2 separate regions of the Pan troglodytes genome follow, and region 2 is linked to region 1. A link is a contact called in public Hi-C data. All regions are on one chromosome and are shown on one strand. The core of a region is the stretch at or near the end of the contact, and the rest is flanking DNA. Distances in the headings are between cores, read along the strand shown. Region 1 overlaps ZNRF3 (zinc and ring finger 3). Region 2 overlaps KREMEN1 (kringle containing transmembrane protein 1).

What was found. Hi-C and Micro-C count contacts between places; a contact is called where the count stands out from the background.
Region 2: a Hi-C map of induced pluripotent stem cells shows a contact between it and region 1, with 2.5 times the contacts expected there. The contact joins two enhancer-like sites. A contact is called at or near these places in 2 of 7 Hi-C or Micro-C datasets (induced pluripotent stem cells and stem cell-derived neural progenitor cells).

What each region holds. Positions count from the first base shown.
Region 1 is chr23:31,198,544-31,205,895 of NHGRI_mPanTro3-v2.0_pri, forward strand. It overlaps ZNRF3 (zinc and ring finger 3), which reads left to right. Exons shown (of 9, transcript XM_515054.9): 8 at 1-400; 9 at 3,055-3,466. The coding sequence ends at 3,098. Among named protein-coding and RNA genes, the nearest start is that of KREMEN1, 19 kb to the right of the region's middle. Within about 2 kb of position 4,253, at least 2 of the 24 cell types and tissues checked have an H3K27ac peak or open chromatin away from gene starts, as enhancers often do. A contact at or near this core is called in induced pluripotent stem cells, where this site is marked.
Region 2 is chr23:31,297,383-31,304,734 of NHGRI_mPanTro3-v2.0_pri, forward strand. All of the region lies in intron 9 of KREMEN1 (kringle containing transmembrane protein 1), which reads left to right. Among named protein-coding and RNA genes, the nearest start is that of EMID1, 52 kb to the right of the region's middle. Within about 2 kb of position 2,894, at least 8 of the 24 cell types and tissues checked have an H3K27ac peak or open chromatin away from gene starts, as enhancers often do. A contact at or near this core is called in induced pluripotent stem cells, where this site is marked.

The DNA.
Region 1 (7,352 bases), core at 3,003-5,502:
GGGGGCGGAGGGGGCAGCGGCTGCTACACTGAGGACTACTCGGTGAGTGTGCAGTACACGCTCACCGAGGAACCCCCGCCCGGCTGCTACCCCGGGGCCCGGGACCTGAGCCAGCGCATCCCCATCATTCCAGAGGATGTGGACTGTGATCTGGGCCTGCCCTCGGACTGCCAAGGGACCCACAGCCTCGGCTCCTGGGGTGGGACGCGAGGCCCGGATACCCCACGGCCCCACAGGGGCTTGGGAGCAACCCGGGAAGAGGAGCGGGCTCTGTGCTGCCAGGCTAGGGCCCTGCTGCGGCCTGGCTGCCCTCCGGAGGAGGCGGGTGCTGTCAGGGCCAACTTCCCTAGTGCCCTCCAGGACACTCAGGAGTTCAGCGCCACTGCCACTGAGGCTGCAGGTGAGAGCAGGAAATGGCAGTAGGTCAGAGCAGGAGTTTCCATCAGGGTCGTCTTGCCTTCTGTCTTAGGCATTTTCTGAATGACTTCTTTTGTGACCTTGGCTTTAAACACCATCTGAGGCTGAAGACTTCCAAGGGTTACTCCTCAGCCTGGCCCTCCCTTGGAGTTCAGACCCATTGAGCCCTCTGCTTCCATGATCTCGGGATCTCTCCCCAAGATGCCTGCAGCCTGTCATGTCCACAGCAGTACTCATTTCCCCCTCTGCCCTGCTCCCCATCCGCATGCTCACACCAAAAACCTAGCACCAGCTGGGGGTAGTGGCTCATGCCTGTAATCTTGGCTCACCCAACCACTTTGGGAGGCCGAGGCTGTGGATCACTTGAGGCCAGGAGTTGGAGACAGCCTGGCCAACATGGCAAAACCATGGAGTCTGTTCATGACTCCACATGGCTGGGATATTATGTAGGAGCCACTTCATAAACATTCTCGTTACTCAGTACAAAAGTTAGCCAGGGGTGGTGGCGGGTGCCTGTAGTCCCAGCTACTCAGGATGCTGAGGCAAGAAAATCACTTGAACCTGGTTGGCAGAGGTTGCAGTGAGCCAAGATCAAACTACTGCACTCCAGCCTGGGTGACAGAGCAAGACTCTGTCTTAAAAAAAAAAAAAAAGGCAGGACCCAGTGGCTCATGCCTGTAATCCCTGCACTTTGGGAGGGCAAGGCGTGTGAATCACTTGAGTTCAGGAGTTCGAGACCAGCTTGGCCAATATGGTGAAACCCCATCTCTACTAAAATACAAAAAAATTAGCTGGGTGTAGCGGGCACCTGTAATCCTAGCTACTCGGGAGGCTGAGGCAGGAGAATCGCCTGAACCTGGGAGGTGGAGGTTGCAGTGAGCCACGATCGCACCACTGCGCTCCAGCCTGAGCGACAGAGCGAGACTCCATCTCAAAAAAAAAAAAAAAAAAAAAAAAAAAACCTAGGCCCCATCCCTGTGCCCACCCTGCCCCTTGCACTTCAGCCTCCTGGGCTTCTCAACCCGCCTGTGAAGGACCCCAGTTGCTTGTTTTTGCCTCAGTCCATGAAAATGAATTCCCAGAAAATGAAACTTAGCAAAAGACATGTAAGATACAAGTCCAGGTATTTTATTATTAGATTCAACAGACATCAGATTGCTACAAGATTTCCAAACATGCTGTCTCAGTAATAAACTGTGGAGTCTAGCACCTCTGAGTAGCACTGCAACAAGATCTACCTGTGAAGTACATCCCAAATGTATCTACTTCTCTGCACCCCCACTGCTATCCCCTCAGTCCAGTCTCATTTTCCTCTCTTCGGGACAGAGGCAATAACCTCTGACTGATCTGCTGTCACTGGTCTTGCCTTCTATTCCACTTGGAACCAGAGTGGCCTTTTTTGAAACATAAGTTGATGTCTTTGTGCTAGAAAATCCTTCAATGACTTGCCATTACCTTTAAAATCTTAAAAATGTTGGCCGGGTGTGGTGACTCACGCCTGTAATCCCAGCACTTTGGGAGGCCAAGGCAGGCAGATCACCAGGTAAAGAGATCGAGGCCATCCTGGCCAACATGGCGAAACCCCATCTCTAATAAAAATATGAAAATTAGCCGGGCGTGGTGGCGTGTGCCTGTAGTTCTACCTACTCGGGAGGCTGAGGCAGGAGAATCGCTTGAACCCGGGACGCCGTTGTTGCAGTGAGCTGAGATCGCCCCATTGTACTCCAGCCTGGCGACAGAGCGAGACTCCGTCTCAAAAAAAAAAAAAAAAAAAGGTTAACTCCTGGCTGAGTGCTTTGGAAGGCCAAGGCAGGAGGATCACTTGAGGCCAGGAGTTGGAGACCAGCCTGGGGAACATAGAATGACCCTATCTATTTAAAAAAAAAAATTTTTTTTTTAATTAGCTGGGCACAGTGACACATGCCATTAGTCCCAGATACCCAGGAGGCTGAGCCCAAGAGATTGAGGCTGTAGTCATCTCACCACTGCACTTCAGCCTAGGCAACACAGCAAGACCCTATCTCAAAAATAATAATAATGAATGTTAGCATCTCACTCAGTTCTGTGTGATCCAGCTCCTGCCAACCCATCTGATGAGCTCCTGGTTCACTCTCCTTGCTTCCTGCTTTCACCCCCTGTGGCCCCTGTCCCGTTCTTCCCATGTGCCAAGCTCATTCCAGCCCCCAGACCTGTCCGCTACTTTTCTCCTCCAGATCTTAGGTTAGGTAACACTCCAGCCCCCTCTGAGATCACCTACACACCTTCTGTTCACTTCTGTCATCCTATTGCTAAATTACTTTGTCTCAAGGTTCGTAAGCTCTGTGAGGGAGTCCTCTCTACTGCTTTTCCCAGGGCCTGATGCACACCGGGCACCCAGTTAACATCTTTAATATATTGGGCTTTCATGCTACCTGAGGGCTTCTAGAAAGCTCTGTACATCCAAATGAGAGGCTGGCTCTCCAGGAGGCACCTGTGCTCTCAGCACAAATGGAGCCCCTCTGGGAACAGGAACCTGCTTCAGCCCTTTAGCATACACAGGCCTGCCACACGCTGGGGACAGAGCCACTTGAGTCCCTTGCCTGGTCCCATGTGTGGTGCCAGCTCCCTCCCCTGATGATTGTTCTCTCTCTTTCCCAGGACCGAGATCTCACTCAGCAGACAGCAGCAGCCCGGGAGCCTGAGCTCAGGAGGAACTCTTACCTGGAAATTGGGAACTGTATGGAGACTCCAAACTGACTTCTTTCAAAAAACAAAAACAAAAAATTTTTTTAGCTTTGACAAACACACAAAAGTGGTAATAAAGAGAGCCCTCCTTGTCAACCCAAAATGTGAGCCCCCTGTGGCAAAACCACCCCCTACCCCATTAACAAATCAACAGACAAAATTCTCCGAGTCCTTTGCCTCTTTTGATAACATGTTGTTCTGTTTTGTAAAGTGTGTGTGCTTGGGGTTCCGAGGTGTGGGATTGAGTTCTCTGCTTTGTTTTTTTTTTAAGATATTGTATGTAAATGTAAAAAGTTATTTAAATATATATTTTAAAGAACCCTAACCGCCAACTTTTGCTGAAAAAGAAAAAAAAATCACTGCTGCATTAAATGAACCACATCATGTGTAGATACTGTTGTCTCCCTGAAGGGAGCTCAGGCCTTTGAAAAGCTCAGGGCTTCACCTGCCTTAGAAAATGAACCAGAAACTTGAAGTAAAGCTAGTTGATAGGGGTACAGGCTCTGAGGAGCAGTGCAAAACTGCCTCTTTCTTTCTCGTGGCAAATCCCAATGTACACGATTTCAGGTCTCAGACGCCATGCCTCTCCAGCCCACGCCTTTAGGCAGGTGATGGCAGCAGCTAGGAATAGGGTGTACATGATCCACAGCCCTGCGGAGCCAGGTCAAGCCGCTGCTATGAAAGCTCCAGGGTGATGGGGACGATTCTGCCCAGTGTCCTCAGTCTGTCCCCTCAGGTCATGGTCCCAAGTGAAATGACAGAGTTCACAGCCCTGGTCTTGGCTGAGGTCCAGGTCATAGTAAGGGCATGTTCTTGGGGCCCTCGACCTGAACTCTGACCCTCCGGGCAGGGAAGAGGAGGTTGTCCCCTTTGGTTGTCCTGGCTTTGGAGTCCTTTGCAAAAATATTTTGGGCCCCCTGCCACTGGCTGCAGAAATGGCTCGACGGGGTGTGTGGGGACAGACACCCAGAAGGAATGTACTTTTGCGGCCTTGGTGTCCGATGGGGCTGGGGGAGAGTGCTCTCCACTGACCCAGCAGCACACCCATGTGCAGTGCGCCTGCATCTGTGTGGGGGCAGCCACACCCCTTGGCTGCTGCTTCCTTGGGCTGCCTTTCTGGGGTCATGTGACTGGACCTACGAGGTCTGCACTGAGCTCCATTTGAATGATACCTTTCCTATCCTGTTTCCCCATGGAAGCACCGCTTCAGGGTTATTCAGTCCTCTGCCTCATGGCTGAAATTGCTCATCTCGTCTGCAGATGTCTACTATCCTGTCTACCTAATGCACTATTATGTATTGATTCTCCATGAGACAGAGAGAGAGAGAGACTATCAGATAGTTTACACCCAAAGGGTAGGTTTTTGTATATTTTTCCAGCCTTTTTTATTAAGGGGAAGGGGAGAGTTTAAAAACCCAAACCGTTGTGGTTTTAAGGTGTTTCATTTTTAAAAGGGAGAGAGAATCTATTTAAAGCTATTTCAGATCAGGGATTGTCATCCTTTTTTGTCCAATGTATTCCTTGTTCTTTAAAAAAATTTTTTTTAGAGGAAACTAATATTAGTCTTTGTGTTCACTAACTCTTCTGGTCACTTGTATTTATTTATTCATTCATTCATCAGATATTTGTTGCCATCTGAAAGAACTGGCCCAGTGGGTCTGAAAGCTCACTTGAGAATAGGAAACTTGAGACCTGGCCCCCTGTGGGTAGGAGAACAAGGACCACCTGGGCTGCCAGGTGATTCTCCAGTCTTGAACAAGTCTCCACCTGGGTTCTCCAGTCTTGAACGAGAATCTCACTCTTATCAGAATGTTTTTCTTAACCTCAGCGTATGATGAGGAAATTTACTTATCTCTAGCTAGGATTTGACAAATTCCAACATCAAATGATCAAAACATTTGCCACTGAGGCTTCACTGGTGAGATCCGTCCTCCGTCCTCGGGTGCAGTCCCTTGGGGGCTGCTCCTCGGACTGCGCCCCGCACACCTGTTATCGAGGGTGTGAGAAGCGCCTAAGCTGGTGACATGTGATCTGGGACGCCTTCATTTCTCGGGCCAGGAGTAGCAGCTGCTAAGGACAGCAGCTTGCATTGCGTGGTTTTAGGGAAGCAGGGTCTGGCTTTTAATATGAACTGCAAAAAGCAGCTTCTCACTGAGATTTTTTTGTTGTTGTTTCTGGGGGGTTTTTTTGTTTTGTTTTGTTTTTAATGCCTTTGAGTGCATTTTTTCTTCCTCGTCTGAAACCGAACTCCCAAAGTGGCTTTCTTTAGCCCTGGCTGGAAAACCACCTCTCAATAGCCTTAAGCAATAAATAGATGAGTAGAGAATGTGGCTTCAACTGGGCTTATTAAAGTAAGTGTGTCTAGTTTTCACTTGAACAAGTGATAGCTGCAGATGGCGAAAGAAACCCATTTAATTTTTGTAGCTTACAGGTGGTAGAAACAAAAATGCAATTTTAAAACCTTAAATACCAAATACCAACCATTGCCTTTTTTTTTTTTTTTTTTTTGAGATGGAGTTTTGCTCTTGTCGCCCAGGCTGGAGTGCAATGGCGCGATCTCACCTCACTGCAACCTCTGCCTCCCGGGTCCAAGTGATTCTCCTGCCTCAGCCTCCCTAGTAGCTGGGATTACAGGCATGCGCCACCACACCCGGCTAATTTTGTATTTTTGGTAGAGACAGGGTATCTCCATGTTGGTCAGGCTGGTCTTGAATTCCCGACCTCAGGTGATCCACCCACCTCGGCCTCCCAAAGTGCTGGGATTACAGGCGTGAGCCACCACGCCCGCCCAGCAATACCAACCATTGTCTTTTAAATTTGTGTTGGCTTCTCAGACAGGGAGATCACTGGAATAAAATAACCAATGGTCTTATTTTGTCACACATAAATCAAAAGAAATGTCCTCTTTGAAGTTGTAAGACTCCACCAATGACAGACACCCTTTTCGGTGGACTCTGAGTGGTGTGTGAGTGGTTTTATAGCCATGGAAACTAGGAGTATCTCACTTTCCACTGAGAACCCCTGCCCCCAATCCCTCTAAGTTGGGGTGTGGCAGTTGGGCAGGGTCAAGTGACCCAGCCCTGGGTGTAGGACAGCCATATACAGTGAAGAGTTCTAGAACCAGCTAAAAATGGAAGTTTGGGTGTTTACCAACAAGGTACCTCTTTATGGATGCAGCCCCAGTAAGCTGGCTTTAACTCTCAGCTCCTTCCCTGTCTCCTCCTAATCCAAGCCCTTTTATAAAATAAAGCCCCATCTGTCCCACTGCTCACATACTTATGTGCTGCTAGTCTCTACTCGAAGTTCGTGCAGGACTAATGCTTTTAAAATGAGGTCTAAAAAATAATTACTAGTCGAGACTATTATTCTTTAAACAGAACTGCCTTTTTCTACTCTTTGTGTAAACTCTTTCTATTGTGTTGGTCTAACGAGGCACTATTTTAAAATTTTTTAATTTTTCCCATAGCACTTAAAAGAGATTTTGTAAAGACCTTGCTGTAAAGATTTTGTAATAAAATGGTCTAAGGGCTCTTTTTCCAACATTACCATTTTAAAAAAATGTTTTAAAAGCTAGAAGACAACTTATGTATATTCTGTATATGTATAGCAGCACATTTCATTTATGGAAATATGTTCTCAGAATATTTATTTACTAATATATTTATCTTAAGCCATGTCTTATGTTGAGAGTGTGACATTGTTGGAATAATCATTGAAAATGACTAACACAAGACCCTGTAAATACATGATAATTGCACACAGATTTTACATATTTGCAGACCAAAAATGATTTAAAACAAGTTGTAGTCTTCTATGGTTTTGTAACAAATTGTACAAATGACTGTAAAAAAAAAAATACAATTTTATCAAGTATGTGTTATATGTTGTCATTGGTCTGTTCAGTAAAAGTCTACAGATTCAACAAGGGGAGGTTTGCATGGGGCAGTACTTTTAACTTCTACTCGTCCATGGAAGCATTCATATAACTTTCTCTCCTGTTAATATAGAGTCCAGGTTATTGGGGGTTTAGGCAGTGTCACAGGAGAGCATCTGTTATAAGGTATGTGGGTTTACATCCTTATGAGAATGGTAGGCTTTCTGCTCAGCCCTATGTAGAAGGAGCTAGGGAAAGTGATAGTGATTGAGCCTGGGGTCCACTTTTTATTTTTTATTTATTTATTTATTTATTTATTTATTTATTTATTTATTTT
Region 2 (7,352 bases), core at 1,644-4,143, 97 kb after region 1:
ATAAATGCAGCCAGAATGTGCAACTGTCCCACCTGAAGAACCCCTTTAGGATTACGGGACAATGAGGCCAGGATGAGACCCTCAAACCCATCTGAGTGGACTCTGGGGACCACTGACCTTGCCCTGTGTTCTCCTGAACCTGACAGATGCAGATATTGGAGAATCCACCACCCGGGAGCCAGCACCAGGGCAGCACCAGCCCCATCCTTTGTCAGGCAGTCAAAGGCTCTTCTTCCTGTGAAGGGGAACGGGGCTGGACAAGGGTGACCTTGTCTCCAGGCTTGGAAGTCACATGACCATCTTCTTTCCCCTCTGGGCCATGCGTGCCTGAAACTGCAGACAGTCTCTGGGACTCAGAGAACTGGGAAGCTTTTGTTCCTCTGTGGCGAGGTCGGTCCCGATGGGGGATTGTTTTCGCTCAGCTGAAAGGGACACTTTAGGGATAGAATATTTCAACCTTAAGAAGCAGCAACATTTGCTTGTAGCTGGAAGTCTTCATTTCTGGTTTCCAGCTGTTGTCTGGAGCCACCAGGCCTCCGCTGAATGGGCCTATGCCCAGCAACTGGTGGGGGGGGGCAGTGCCTGCCGGACTGAACATGAACCAGTCTGTGCAGGACGCCCATCTCCAGGACAGCCTGGCTGCAAGGACACCCTGTCCCCTCCCGGTGGTGGTTGCTGGGCTTTGGAATAAACCCGTTAGCTCTGGGTGACTGAGCGGGGAAAGGGGGCTCCACAAGAAGCGTTTTAGGGGGAAAGTAGACCCAAGCTTGAGCTCCAGAGTAACCCCTCCGGGAGAAACAGCAAACACTCAGAAACAGCCAGGGCTTTCGCAACAGTGAAGCTGCAGATCCCATTTATTTCCGTCTTAGTAGCATTGTCTCTCTTCAAATGAGGTCACTGAACTTTTAAAAACTTCACTGAGGGTCGTGCTTCTTTGCATATTGATCATGTGAATGTTTAGCGGACTTGCCTTAGTTGCTGGTACCAAAGATAGAGATTAAGGGCCCTCAAGGGGTATTCAGACCTCAAATTCAGCCAAACACAGGGGCAGCTTTTCCTGGGTCTGAGTGAGCTGAGGAAAGCACTTTTGAATGTGCAAGGACAATAAGATTAATAACCACTACCATCTCTGCAGTACCTACTGTGTACCAGACGCTGTGCCAAGTGACCAACAGACATTACCGAATTCATCTTTGCCGCAACCCAGCAAGGGAACTGAGGGTCAGAGAAGGGGTCCAGCCAGGGGCCGCCAAGGTTCGGACTCAGCCTGGGACCACTGGCTCCAAAGCTGGGGGTCCTCACTCCTGTTGAGCTGCAGGCCCCTCCAACACAGGCAGTGGGTGGGCCCCCAAATAGCTCATCTTCAAGGATATGGCCTCTGGAAAGCCCAGGGAAAGTGTGGATCGATTTTCCTGGGTCAAGGAAGAATCAAACCTACACTTCTTTACCTATTTGATGACACAAACCCCTTTGAGAACCAGGGGTTGGATGGAGCCTCTCCCTGCAAAAAAGACCCCATCTGCCAAACTGCAGGGGTCCAGAGACCCCCTGCCCCCTGAAACCCTTCCATGGACCTCAGGTTTAGAATCTCTCCATTAAGCCATGAGCATGATTATTTGAAAGTTAAAATGAGGCCAGGAGGGATAATAGTAACAGTCATAATAATACGAATAACAGGATACATTTTACTGATCACCTGTTCTCAGGCATTTATGCCAGAGGTCGGCAAACATTTTCTGTAAAAGGCTAAATACTAAACATTTTAGACTTTGCAGGCTATACAGTCTCAGATCCATTGACCAGAACCACAGGCCAGCCACTGGGACCCTGGATGACTCCAACAAGCCCTGGAGCCATCTACGCAACTCCATGAGGAGTGGGGGGATGGGGGCCACCAAGCTCCCCTTGTTATTAGCCACAGACAATATGTAAACAAATGGTCACGCTTGTGTTCCCATAAAACTTCACGGACACCAAAACCTGAAGTTTATATAATGTTCATGTGTCATGAAATGCTACAAAATGCTATTCTTTTGATTTTTTCCCCCCAAAATTAAAAAGTGTAAAAACCGGCCAGGCATGATGTCTCATGCCTGTAATCTCAGCACTTTGGGAGGCTGAGGTGGGTGGATCACTTGAGGTCAGGAGTTTGAGACTAGCCTGGCCAACAGGGTGAAACCCTGTCTCTACTAAAAATATAAAAATTAGCCAGGTGTGGTAGCACATGCCTGTAATCCCAGCTACTCAGGTGTCTGAGGCAGGAGAATTGCTTGAACCGGGGAGGTGGAGGTTGCCGTGAGCCGAGATTGTGCCATTGCACTCCAGCCTGGGAGACAGAGCAAGACTCTGTCTTAAAAAAAAAAAAAAAAAAAAAAAGCACAGGAGTCAGGATTTGAGCCCACTCCCAAGCCTGTTTGCTTTCCTAAGAGACAAGATGGGTGCATTTAAATTGTGGAGGAAGAAAAGGTGACAGTGAAGCAGGAAGGAAGACCCAGGAGCAAGGGCAGTCCCCTGGGCCCTGGGAATATCAGGCAGAGAGGCTCCATCCTCCTGCAGTCTTTGCTGAATGGTCTGCACTGCAGGGGAGGGCGGCTGGCTTCCTGAGCCATCCCTCCAACCCCCTGCAAGCGGCTCCAAGGACAGAGTCTCCAAATCCAGGACAGCTGGTGGCCTTCACATTGTTTTGCATCTCCCAGGTTCTCTTAATTATAACCAATTTGCCACCCTCAGCAATTCCTTGTTCCCCTCTGCTAATACCCGTGAGTTGGAACCATCCGCCGAACTCCCAGCCAAACGGGCTAAAATCACTTCCCTTTCCCATGTAGGGAGTCCTCCAGTCTCTTAGAAACTCGCCTTTCTTCTCAGTCCTGTGAGACGGGCGAGGCCTGCCCTTCTGTGCGCTGACTTACTGGGCTGGGATCTCCCAGCGGGAGACAGAATCTGCTCAACTTTCTCCAGCTCCTCCCCGCCCCTTGCACCCCCCCACTCTCCCCCCAACCCCTCCTGCTGACTCTTGGGGCTCTGGCACACTGCCTGCCAAGCACAACCTTTCCTTTTTTTCCTCTCTGTAAAGACAGGGTCTCACTCTGTCACCCAGGCTGGAGAGCAGTGGCACCGTCACAGGGTAAACTCCAAAACTGGGATTCAGCCTGGGGGTGCCGCATGGGTTCCTGGCTTGAAGCAGGAAGGAACTCAAGAGTGAGCTGACAGTAAAGTGCAAGCAAGTCTATTAAGAAAGTAAAGGAATAAAGGAAGGCTACTCCATAGGTAGAGCAGCGGCATGGGCTGCTTGACTGAGTAGACTTACGGTTATTTCTTGATTATATACTAAACAAGGGATGGATTATTCATGAGTTTTCTGGGAAAGGGGTGGGGAGTTCCCGGAACTGAGGGTTCCTTCCCTTTTTAGACTATATAGGGTAACTTCCAGATATTGCCATGGCATTCATAAACTGTCATGGCCCTGGTGGGAGTGTCTTTTCACATGCTAATGAATTATAATTAGCACATAATGACCAGTGAGGACAACCAGCCATGTTGGTTTTGGCGGGTTTTGTCCGGCTTCTTCACTGCATCTCATTTTATCAGCGGGGTCTTTGTGACCTGTATCTTGTGAAACCAGTCCTGCCGACCTCCTATCTCATCCTGTGACTAAGAATGCCCAACCTCCTTAGAATGCAGCCCAGCTGGTCTCAGCCTCATTTTATTCAGCCCCTATTCAAGATGGAGTCGCTCTGTTTCCATTGCCTCTGACAGCACAATCATAGCTCATTGCAGCCTCACTCTCCTGGGTTTGAACAATCCTTCCATCTCAGCTTCCTGAGTAGCTGGGACCACAGGCGTGGGCTGCTACGTCCAGCTGATTTTTTTTTTTTTTTTTTAATTATTGTAGAGACAGGGTCTCACTATGTTGCCCAGGTTAGTCTTGAACTCCTGGGCTCAAGTGATCCTCTCGTCTTGGCCTCCCGAAGTGCTGAGATTACAGGCACCAGCCACCATGCCTGGCTCCTTTATAACCTCCATTTATTCATCTAGAAAATAGGTACAGGCTGGGCATGGTGGCTCATGCCTGTAATCCCAGCACTTTGGGAGGCCGAGGTGGGCGGATCACCTGAGGTCAGGAATTTGAGACCAGCCTGGCCAACATGTTGAAACCCCGTCTCTACTAAAGATAGAAAAAAATTAGCCTGGCGTGCTACTCCCTAGCTACTCTGGGAGGCTGAGGCAGGAGAATCGCTTGAACCTGGGAGGCGGAGGTTGCAGTGAGCCGAGATCTAGTCACTGCACTCCAGCCTGGGTAACGGCAAGACTTCCTCTCAAAAAAAAAAAAAGAAAGAAAGAAAGATACAGCAGTAGTTTCTCATAGGGTTGTTGTGAAGATTAAATGAAATAAGAAAGGTACAATATTTAGCTCAGTGACTGGCCTGTGAGTCCTCAATACATTTTAACAATTTTTATCAGTAAACTCAGGGGACCACCAGGAGCAGGGGGCACCTCAGATTTGCCCTGCCTTTCAGATTGAGAACCCTATTTATCAAACTCCAAGTTTACAATGCACAAAGTAGGGGCAGTTCCCTCCTTAGAGAATAATTCCTGACTTGGTTCCTTCAAGTAGCTGGTTTTCCCCAGGACCTTCAATATGTGACCCCATTTAATAAAGGTATCTACTGACCTTTACTTTCTTAGGGACCTAGCTGTTGGGTGAAAATACCCTTTTCTGCCGACTCCCTGCCTGCAGTGGATTTCCTTATCTGTTGCTTCAGGTAAGGGAACAAATGCAGAATTTGAATGTCCTCATAGTTCCCCCAATGCTGCAGGTGGACAAATAGGCTAAGGCCCCTGGCCCAGCTGGCAGAGGTAAGGAGCTGCCCGCCCGCCCAGCTCCCGCTGCGGCAGAGCCCCCAGCCGCCGCCTCCTGCCGCCCTCGCCTTTCCTGCAGGAGCTGTCCCGGCGCAGGCTTGCTCACCAGCGCCGCCCCGTGGTAAGACCGCAGATCTGCGGAAGAAGGCCAGCCCTGAACCGCAACTGCTCTCAAGCCCTTCCATTACAGTTACACGGATTTTTTGCCCAACGCGGTGATGCGTGCCTGTAATCCCAGCTACTCTGGAGGCTGAGAGGAAGGATGCCTTGAGCCCAGGAGTTCAGAATCAGCCTGGGCAAAATTGCGAGAGAAAAGAAAAAAGAAAAAAATAATGTCACAGGTTTCCTGACCCTAAACCTGGACATTAGCCCAGGTCTCACTCTCACCAAGCCCTCTAAAGAACTCATTCTATCAGATAAGTGATCAGATGAATTATTCTACCTCCATACTATGAAATCCTATGTCACCATTGAAATTAATGTGGTGTATAATCTCCAAAGGCAATGAAAAAAAAAGAACAAATTAATGTAGTGCTTCTACACACACTGTATCAGAATATCTTACGTGAAAAAAGTCAAAGAAGAAAGCATAAGTGTAATTTTTTTTTTGGCCAAATTTTAAAAAGAGGGAGGGAAATATATGTATGTGTATACAAAGGCACCAGCAAAGTCCTGCAAGTTCTATGCCTAACTCTTATAGTGGTCACCTTTGGAAAAGGAAAGGAGGAAGACAGGAGGAGGCCAGGGGCAGTTGCTTACGCCTGTAATCCCAGCACTTTGGGAGGCCAAGGTAAGTGGATCTCTTGAGCCCAGGAGTTCGAGACCAGCCTGGGCAACATGGCAAAACCCGGTGTCTACCAAAAATATAAAAATTAGCCAAGCATGGTGGTGTGTGCCTGTAGTCCTAGCTACTCAGGAGGCCGAAGTGGGAGAATCACTTGAGTCTGGGAGGTCTAGGCTGCAGTGAGCCGTGATCACGCCATTGCACTCCAGCCTGGGCAACAGAGTGAAACCCTGTCTCCAAAAAAAAAAAGGAAAAGAGAAGGTGAGGACACTTACATTTTCACATTTTATTTGATATATTTATATGTGGCTTGAATCTCTTACATTCATGCATTACATGTGCAAGTTTGAAAATAAAGTGCAGGTGGATTATTTTAAAATTTGGAGGCTGGGCCCGGTGGCTCACACCTGTAATCCCAGCACTTTGAGAGGCCAAGGCAGGCGGATCACCTGAGGTCAGGGGTTTGAGATCAGCCTGGTCAACATGGCGAAACCCCGTCTCTACTAAAAATACAAAAATTAGCTGGGTGTGGTGGCGCGTGCCTGTAATCCCAGCTACTCAGGAGGCTGAGGCTGGAGAATCACTTGAACCAGGGAAGCAGAGGTTGCAGTGAGCTGAGACGGTGCCACTGCATTCCAGCCTGGGCAACAAGAGTGAAACTCCATCTCAAAAAAAAAAAAAATTTGGAAAGCACACAAAACAAAAAGAACAACATAAGTCTCTCTCACTGTCACACTGCTCAGTGGAAGCACTGTTAAAAGGCTGGTGCATGTGTTTCCAGCACGCACTAGGAGCACTGAGGAACACTGCTTCCCCTGCTTGCCCCCAGGAGGGGGCCTGGCCAATGCCCTGGACTAGACATCTATTCTGCTGCCCAGCATCACCCACACCACTGCCCTGCCCCACCCTGAGCCACTCCTGGAGACACCTCCCAGTGCAGGGAGTCTCCCAGAAGCTTTGGGCCAGCAGAATGCTCAGCTCCCAAGCCAAAATGTCCTTCTCTTTGTTAACTACAAAATAAACATCTCCAGGCCCCCTGGGCCACTTGCAGTACAGATGTTTATGCCTTTGGAAAGAGACAAAAAGAGAAAGACTCTTGCAATTTCTCCCTGAGACAATGGGTGCCAAGTTGGTAATTAACCCTCAGCAACCAGGGCATCTGATCTTCCGCCAGCCAGTCTGCAGCAGGTTGTGGGAGTGATTGATTGGGCCTGTGCTAGAACTTGGTGATTGGTGGGCCTTCCAGGCCTTGGAATGCTCTCCGCACAGGACGCTGGCTGCCTCTTCAAAACTCTAAATGAGGTACTAGGAACCCACCCCTAAGAAGGCCCCCACACTGCTGCACCCCATTCCAGATGAAGGGCTGTGAGCAGCCCTAGCATTCATCAAACCACTCGGGGGAGCCCCAGGGCCTGCACGCAGAGCTGGGAGGAGCAAGGCTGCTGAGGGGCAGGCACTCGGTCATCTTGACATTGCATTCACTAAACACCCTCGGACCAGGCTCCCCGCTCAACTCTACATACGGTGCCTTATTTCCTTTGACTCTCCCAGCAACCCCATGAGGTAAGTACAGTTCTATTCCAGTTTTTATAGATGAGGAAATTGAGTCTCGGAGAAATAAAGTCTGTGCTGCCATCACTTAATCCTGGGTGGATAACATCTCTTCTTCAGACAGGTGTTCCTAGACCAAGGTCATCCTGCTGGTAAG